Linked DNA regions of Mus musculus: regions 1 and 2 are each linked to region 3. Evidence: chromatin contacts called from public promoter capture Hi-C and targeted proximity ligation data. All regions are on one chromosome and are shown on one strand. The core of a region is the stretch at or near the end of the contact, and the rest is flanking DNA. Distances in the headings are between cores, read along the strand shown. Region 1 holds the start of Cstf2t (cleavage stimulation factor, 3' pre-RNA subunit 2, tau). Region 2 has its middle 92 kb from the start of Prkg1. Region 3 holds the start of 9930021J03Rik (RIKEN cDNA 9930021J03 gene).

What was found. Promoter capture Hi-C pulls out the DNA fragments that hold promoters and counts their contacts.
Region 1: a targeted proximity ligation map of astrocytes shows a contact between it and region 3, with 3 times the contacts expected there. A contact is called at or near these places in 3 of 39 promoter capture datasets (embryonic stem cells, hematopoietic stem and progenitor cells and pre-B cells), 1 of 484 Hi-C or Micro-C datasets (embryonic stem cells) and 1 of 130 datasets of targeted methods (astrocytes).
Region 2: a promoter capture Hi-C map of cranial neural crest shows a contact between it and region 3. A contact is called at or near these places in 7 of 39 promoter capture datasets (the 3T3-L1 cell line, 3T3-L1-derived adipocytes, the HPC-7 cell line and 3 more) and 2 of 130 datasets of targeted methods (astrocytes and cardiomyocytes).

The regions. Positions count from the first base shown.
Region 1 is chr19:31,081,586-31,084,285 of GRCm38.p6, reverse strand. It overlaps Cstf2t (cleavage stimulation factor, 3' pre-RNA subunit 2, tau), which reads right to left and starts at 1,445. Exons shown (of 1, transcript NM_031249.2): 1 at 1-1,445. The coding sequence starts at 1,220. The region is part of intron 3 of Prkg1 (protein kinase, cGMP-dependent, type I); the gene reads left to right.
Region 2 is chr19:31,754,735-31,757,434 of GRCm38.p6, reverse strand. It overlaps a transcript of Prkg1 not described here. Among named protein-coding and RNA genes, the nearest start is that of Prkg1, 92 kb to the right of the region's middle.
Region 3 is chr19:29,804,631-29,807,330 of GRCm38.p6, reverse strand. 9930021J03Rik (RIKEN cDNA 9930021J03 gene) reads left to right here and starts at 1,322. Exons shown (of 8, transcript NM_172836.3): 1 at 1,322-2,049. The coding sequence starts at 1,457.

The DNA.
Region 1 (2,700 bases), core at 196-2,695, 1.3 Mb before region 3:
CCTCTGGGCTCTCCAATTAGCATTCTGGGATCTGCTGCCAATGGTCCTCCTCTCATATCATGTGAGGCAGGGCCACGGTTGTCATGACCATGATGCATTGGAGGACCCTGATGGGGTGGTCCCATATAGCCCCTGGGCTCTACTTCTCCAGTCACTGAGAGCAAAGTCCCTCCACGTGGGTCATTTGGAGCATCTCCCAGTAGTCCTCGAGGAGGTATGCCACCAGAAGGCATGGGTCCACGAGGCATCGGAGGTCTAGGATCTGATATCTGCATCTGTCCTCGCTCCAGGGGCACTGGACCAACCACTGGCATGCCAACTTGTGGCTGCATTGCTCCTCCTGGAGTTAAGGAACCAGGTCCAGGTCCAGGAACTGCAGCTGGTATTGGCCCCGGAGCTGGAATTCCTCCCTGGATAGAGGTCTGCATCAGAGGTGGAATGTCCTTCACAGGTCTTCTTGGCAGATGCTGAGGCTGAGGGGCAGGAGGATTCTGTTGGTTCAACATGACGTTAGGTCCCGGGCAGAGGCCAGGGGCAGGGCCGGGGCCAGGGCCGCCAGGCCCACTAGGCCCAGGCCCACCAGGGCCAGGCCCAGAGACCGGCTGAGATTTGCCTGGGATCAGTGGTGTGACATGTATCTTACGATGCAAAATTTTCAGTGCAATCTCTGGATCCATGATTCTCATCACCACTTGTGCCTGCAGCAAAGCATACGCCAACTGTGGGTTCTGAAGTAGCATGTTTCGAGCTTCCTGGTGACTGTTCTGGACACACAACTTCATCTGCTTCATGAGCTCAAACATCTGCTCTGGGGGCAAGCTGGCGACTGCTCTAGTAATCGATTCTGGAGCATCTTCTGGGTCGATAGGGTCCCCATAGGGGGAGTCAATGATGGGGGCCGCCGGGCCTAAGCTCTTTAACTCCTCCTTGTTCTTTTCGCTGGCGGCATTGTCCACCCGAAGCGCTCTCCCACTAAACTCTCGCCCATTGAGGTTTCGCATGGCACTGAGCGCAGTCTCCTGGTCTTGGTACTCGCAGAAGCCATAACCCTTGGGCTTCCCAGTCTCTCTATCGTAGACGAGACGGAAACTGACAACTGAACCAACCTCTGAGAAAATGTCCTTTAACTGCTCCTCCGTCGCCTCATACGGAATGTTCCCCACGAACACCGAACGCAGCGATCGATCCATGGCTGGGTCTCTGACCGCCAAACTCGACATGATTGCTGCCGAGAGGACAGCGGAGATTGAATTCGTCTAAGGGTCGTCCTCTGGCGAACCACACTTCCGCTCTGTAACGGAAGCAGATAGCAAGCTCCGGACAGAAACCTTTCTGTTAGGAATCTGTAGTTCCGTTAGGCCGCAGACACTGCTTCCTGAGACCGGACTAATTTATCTAACGCCTTCCGCCCCGGGCCGTGAGCTCGGTTGTCCGCGCCTACTTACTGACAACAGGATTCCGTTCCATGGTCCTATTGGTCGAGTTTTCCCGGCGTCCCGCCCCCGCTTCCTGCGGGCACAGGATGCACTACGACTGACCTCATTAAAAATGGCCGATCGGGCTTCCATGGGGTAACCGGCAGCGTCTGTGTTTCCACACACTCGGGGCTGTTTTCATTGCGTTCCACCGGCGGGAAACCGCAAGCCGGAAGCTGATTTAAGGCTTAATGTGTTTTCACAGCTTTCGTTTAGTGTAGGATAATAGAAATATTTAAAATTATATCCAATATTATGAGGTAAAAATATTGTTATTTATCCCTTAAAATAGCTTAACAACATTAAACATAATTATCGCAAAGATAAAATAGCGCTTCTGTCAGCCGCAGCCCCGCCCCCAAGCTATGGCTTGTTCAAACTGTTACCAAGTCCAGGGTCTTCCCTGGTATCTTCTGTGTGCGCAGGTTGTTGTGTGATCATTTCTCTCTCCCCTTACAAATTTTAATTGACATCAATGCTAAAGTGGAATTAACTAAAAAGTATGACTGCAGAGTCTGGATTAATCGACTAAACTTTTATTGTACACATATAAGTAGTTGTGATTTTATTTATTATTTAGAGACAAGGTCTCTATGTAGTCCTATCCTGGAGCGCAGGCTGACCTCCAGCTCCCAGAATCCTCCGCTGGGCTTAAAGGTGTGCACCACCACCGCCCACTTCTCTTGCCAGTTTTGTACTTTAAATACTGCCATTTTATTTTAAATGACCAAACATAATTTTCACTGTTTTAACTTGGAAAAAAATTCAAAAAATATCATGGTTTATATTTTGTTTTGTTCTTGGTTTTGTTTTTGTTTTTTGAGACAGAGTTTGTCTGTGTAGCCCTGGCTGCCCTAGAACTTAGTCTGTAGATGAGGCTGGCGTTGAACTCAAGAGATCCACCTACCTCTGCCTTCCAAGTGCTGGGCTTAAAGGAGTGGGCCACTACACCCAGATATGTGTTATGTTAATGTAGATGGTATATTTTTACATTCAGTTGTCAATTAATTCAATAAATTAAGTTATCAGGTATACTAAAACAAATTTTGTTATTTTAATACAGGGCCCTTCTACAGCCCAGGTTGGCCTGAAAAATTCACTGTGTATGTAGTTTAAGCTGTCTTCAAATTTGCAATCCTCCTGCTTCTCCCAGTGTATGCTGGGATTAGAGGCAAGCACCACAAGCCTTATCTTTACCTGATGGTCAAAGAAAACACAGTAACCA
Region 2 (2,700 bases), core at 60-2,559, 2.0 Mb before region 3:
ATTTCAAATGCTATCCTGAAAGTCCTCTATACCCTCCCCCCCCTGCCCTGCTCCCCTACCCACCCATGCCCACTTCTTGGCCCTGGCATTTCCCTGTATTGGGGCATATAAAGTTTGCAAGACCAAGGGGCCTCTCTTCCCAATGATGGCCGACTAGGCCATCTTCTGCTACATATGCAGCTAGAGACACGAGCTCTGGGGGTACTGGTTAGTTCATATTGTTGTGATAGGAAGGTTTCTAAGTGTACAAGTGAATTTATTTTATATTATTAATAGTTAGAGTTTAATAAATAGTGAGAGAAAGCATTTGACTAGTACACAGGAATCATGTGTAGCTAGCTATATTGCTTAAAATAAAGTTTTAAGGCTTAATAGATTTTTTTTTAAGTAGAAAAGTACAATTGTGTTTTACATAGATATTGTGAAACCAAGGTTTAGGAAATAGTGTCTTAAAGTCTTTTTTTTTTTTTTTCCATGAGAAATGTAACATTTTCATATTTGTTGTTTTGCTTGCTCATACCATATTTTAGAGGATTCTGTCTAATTGGGTTCTCTCTGTACCCATCTTCGGATAGTATTTTACACAGTTGTCTCTCAGTAGCTTGGGGGTATTGAAATGGGGACACAAAATTAGTGTTTATAAAATATACTCGGTAAGCAAGTTTACTTGAAAGTTAAATTAACACCATTCAGGAAAAACATTTTGAGTTCCTCAGGTTTATGACTTTTACTCCATAGATGATTATAAAAGCCCAAGAAAAAATAGCATAAGTTGGAAGCCCACCCTCTCCTAGCCTGTGTCTGGCTGAATCCACAGAACAGCAGGGAACTGCTCGCCTCGTCCTTCCTCCAGGACTGACGCTTGCTTCGGCGGGTGGGTAAGCATGGTGAAAAGAGGGGTGAGTTAGATGTGGGGAAAGAAATGCACCAAGTCCTTTCTTCTAGAGAAAGCTCCAGACCATCTGCTCACCCATGTAAGACTGGGAGGCCTTCAGGCTTCCCTGTAATGACCAACAAAGATAAAAAACCTGGGAAGAAGAAAGGTTTAGGAGAGCAGTATACCAACAGTCGCCACAAGATGGCAGTAGAGGTATAATATTTACTAGTTGGAGCCTACAGGCAGTGTGAGAATTTTAAAATGTGTTTATCTATGTTACTTTCCTAACAACAAGATTCACGTAGTGACTTCTGATCATTGACGATTCAAGGCAACGTGCTTAAAACAACCAAGTGGATTCCTCTCCAGTGTTTCTCTTGAAGACAAGACAAACAAGACAGCTTGCATGGAGAGTTGATGTCACCTGAGGGAAATGCCTAACCCCGCCTCCCCCACCCCCATGAGGCAGCCTCTGGGCTCATATTTCATGAAAAGGAGGAAATAGGAAGAAATAATGGACAACTAAGTCTGGTTTAAAAATGGGTGGATGTGTGAGGAGATAAATGGAATTCTCCCCCTGCCCCAACTCCTCTCTCTCCCATGGAAAAACAAAAAAATAATCAATCAAGAAGGGAAATATTGAGAGAAAAATTAGATCATTTAATAGACAAATCAAGGAGATGTTCCCATCTCCTTGATAATTCTGAAATTCTATAATATAATTAAACAACAATATAGCAAACAGTTTGAGCTCTCTAATGAATGGAATGTTTAAATACTGCATGAAAAGAAACTTTTTTTTTTTTTTTTTTTGAGTACAGGGAGATGTCTTAAGCATAAAGTGCTTTTCAGTTCAGGGCATAAAAGAACTGAGGATCATTTGCCCACTGACCACTGAGGGATGCATTTTGGGCCATGTCTAGTAGACTGTGAGTTTTTGAATCAATATTCCCTTGGAAAGCGTCACTCAGTCTTCCTGTAAAAGGCTATTTCATTCACTGTGTGACTGCTTGTTACATGAACCCCTCAGGCTCAAGAGAAATGTGCTTTTTTTTTTTTTTTTTTTCTTTTTGTCTGTCTTGGTGAGATTCAATAGCCAAAGGACGCTGTGCTATTAGTAAAAATAATTCAGTTTAGAATTAATGTTTTTTATTTGGTCTCTTCAACCAACTACTTTCCCCAGTGTTGTGCTGGATATTTCTCACACCAGCAAGAAGGAAAATAGAAAAACTTCAGAATGATGCACATTTCAATGCTCTATTTGGCAACAAATTGTCTTTTTTAAAAGGTGTTTTAGAATTATGTGATAAGTCGACTTGCAACTGTTAATACATAAAAATGTTCCGTGGGTCAGTAATCCATACTTTCCCTAGGCTAGGGACAGAAGTTTTTAGTCAACCTAACGGTGCAGAGAGAATGAAGTGTGGATCTGGGGGCAGCCTTTATTCCTGATGAGTGTGGGCAAAGTCTAGAAGAAACTCCCCTGCCCCCTAGACACAGTGAGGCAAGTAGCCAGCAGCAGTCTCCTCCCCACCCACCTCTCCCTCTCTCTCTCTCTCTCTCTCTCTCTCTCTCTCTCTCTCTCTCTCTCTCTCTCTCTCTCTCTCATCTCTGCAGGGAAAATTCCTGAAGTATAACAGCAGGCTTTGAGGTTTGCTGCCTTGACAGTGTCTGGTTATCTGGCCTTCCTGTCGGTCTTCTGGATACCAGAAAGGCAGTGCACTCACGACAGACAGGGTAGGCTAGCAACACTGGGGCCATTCAGACACTAAAGCAATTAGAGAGGGAAAGACATTTCCTCTGTGCAGTGCTGTGCCATAGAT
Region 3 (2,700 bases), core at 73-2,572:
TAGTTTTGGTTTTATGTTTCATTCCAAGTTTCAAGCAAGTTTAAGTCTGAATATTATGTGCATTAGAAAGCTGTGACATCTATTTGGGGTTCATTAATTTCCCCGTCATTTTAAGCAACAAGTAAACTAATGTAGTGAGTCCATATTTTAGTCATTTAAAAATATGTAGCGAGATTTTAAAGCCACACCAGTGACAAGCTGTACAGCTTAGAATAGACATATGGAGACTTTTTAGTGAGATTGCATTCTCTTAAATTCTTAGCCGAACTTAAGATCTCGTGTGTTTTTCGGTTTTTAAAAGTCAATAGAAAACAGGACTCGCTTTCGAGAACTAGAGTTCTACAGGCCACCACTCTTCTTTTGAGGAGCTCTTAATTTTTCTTTCTAAACTTTTCTAAACGCTGGGGTTTTTTTTGTTTTTTTTGTAAAAAACAAAACCCAGTCACAAGGAAGGAGAGGTACAAAGAATATTTTACAACGGAGAGGATTGAATCTTGTTCACTCTCGTTATTCACTTGTGTTAACAAAGGTTATCTAGTAACTGCCTTGAGAAAACTAACAGTAAAATTTTTAGAACTAGTAAGGGTCTCACCAAAAGGAAACTTTCAGTCTATGGTTCACCTTCCAGACTGCGCCAGCGCAGGCGCTCTGTTTCTCCCTCCACCCCACCCCTTACAGACGTCCGCATATTGATGACATCATTAGTCCGCGCCACACCCTGGGCCTCCGAGCCTGTGGGAGAGCCAAGTCCAGGGCTTTCGCGTAGCGGGGCGGGGCCATCCCGTGCTACTACGCATGCGCGCCGGGCATGGCGGAGGCAGCTCTTTCTTCGCCTCTCTCCCCGGCTCTCCCCGGCCGGGGGGGCTGAGTGCCCTCCCCCTTTCCTCCCCGCCCCTCCCCTCCCCTCGCCCCCTCCCGCCCAGCGGGGCTTCTAACTGACAGTCGTCGCCCGGCCCGGTCCGTGCGCCGCCTCCTCCTGCCCGGGTCCCCCCGCAGGTAGACAGGGGCGGGAGGGGGTGTGAGGGAGAGGAGGAGCCGGAGCCGCGGCGGCCCGGGGCTGCGGCCCACTCGGGAAGGAGCCGAGCCCTCTTAGTCCTCGCCCCCTCCCAGCGCCCCGTCGGCCCGGGAGGGGGTGGGGCGCCGAGGCCCCGCGGGCCGGGCCGGGTGTGGAGCGTGCAGCCGGCGCGGGCCGCGCGCCGCCGGGGGGAGGGGAGAGGAGGGCACCTAGCTCTCCTCTCCCCCCTCCCCCGCGCGCCATGTAACCCCGCCCCTCGGGCGCGAGCCTGAGACCCCCGCGCGCGCGGGTCCCCGGCCGGCCGGCGACGGAGGAGAGCAAGGCCCGATGCGGCAGGGGCTGCGCGGCGCCGCGGATCTCTGAGGAAGCGGCCCGCGCTCCCGCGTCCCCCGGTGCCCGGAGCGGCCGCTCCTCTCGACCCAGCCTGGGCCTGCCGGGGGCATGAGCGTGCCGGAGCCACCGGGGGAGATGGAGCGGGCCGCGGAGGAGGAGCGGCCGCCACCGCCGACCGGAGAAGGGAACGAGGAAGAGGTGGTGGTGGCAGCGGCGGCCCGGGCCTCGGGGCTGGTCCGCCGGAGGAGTGCCTCCTCGGTGGACGAGGAGGAGGAAGCGGCGGCGTCGGAGACGACGGTGGTCGCAGGCGGTGGCTGCAAGGAGCAGGAGCTGACCTACGAGCTGCAGCAGGGCTACCGCATCCTGGGCGAGTTCCTGCAGGAGAAGCACCGCGGCCTCACCGCCCCTTTCCTGCAGCCCTTGGGGGGCGTTGCCGCCGGGGAAGAAGAGGTGGCCGAAGGGCGGCGCAGCGGGGGCCGGGGCAGTCGCGTCCCCCCGCAGCAGCCCAGCCAGGGCATGTGTCTGTTGAAGATGGAGGAGAAGTTCTCCAGCGGCCAGTACAGGGGCATCACGGAGTTTGTGGCGGACTTCAGGTTGATGCTGGAGACCTGCTACCGCTTGCACGGTGTCGACCACTGGATCTCCAAACAGGGCCAGAAGCTGGAGATGTTGCTGGAGCAGAAGTTGGCGCTTCTCTCTCGGTAAGTGAGCTCGGGTCCCCGGTGGGACTGACAAACCGACACAAACACACCCACACACGTGTCCGAGAAGGGGCTGGGCCAGGGCCTGGGGGGCGGCGCTGATAGGTGCTGAGTTGGTGCTAGAACCGCGGGAGGAGGAGCGGCCGCGCTGGGCGCGGGACCGGAGGGGTGTGGTGGGCACCCACGCCAAAGCCGAGAAGGTAGCCCTGTCCTAAGAACCCCAAACTCGGATATAACAGGTAGATAAGGTTCAAGACGTAAGACCTACCGGAGAAGGCGAAAGCCTTTTTGTAGGATGGAAGTTGAACCCGCCACTTATAGACAGTTTACAACGGCACGTGGGGCGAGATACCTTTAGAAAAATAATGTTGCTCGTAGGGAATGATAGTCGAGCATACTGTCTGTTTCAACCATTTGGAATTTAAGTGTGATTAAATGTTTCCGTTTCATGAGGAAATTGAATTTTTTTTCAGTGACAAGAAATGAATGCACCAACACAACGTCTTTCATAAGTTTAGACTTGCATGGTGTGGGCCTGTCGGAGACTTTTTCCAGTGCTAGATAGAACAGAGGGTTTCAAGCATGCCAGACAAGCACTCTTGAACCCAGCCTCAAACATTTTTTATTCTACTAGAAATTATAAATAATTCA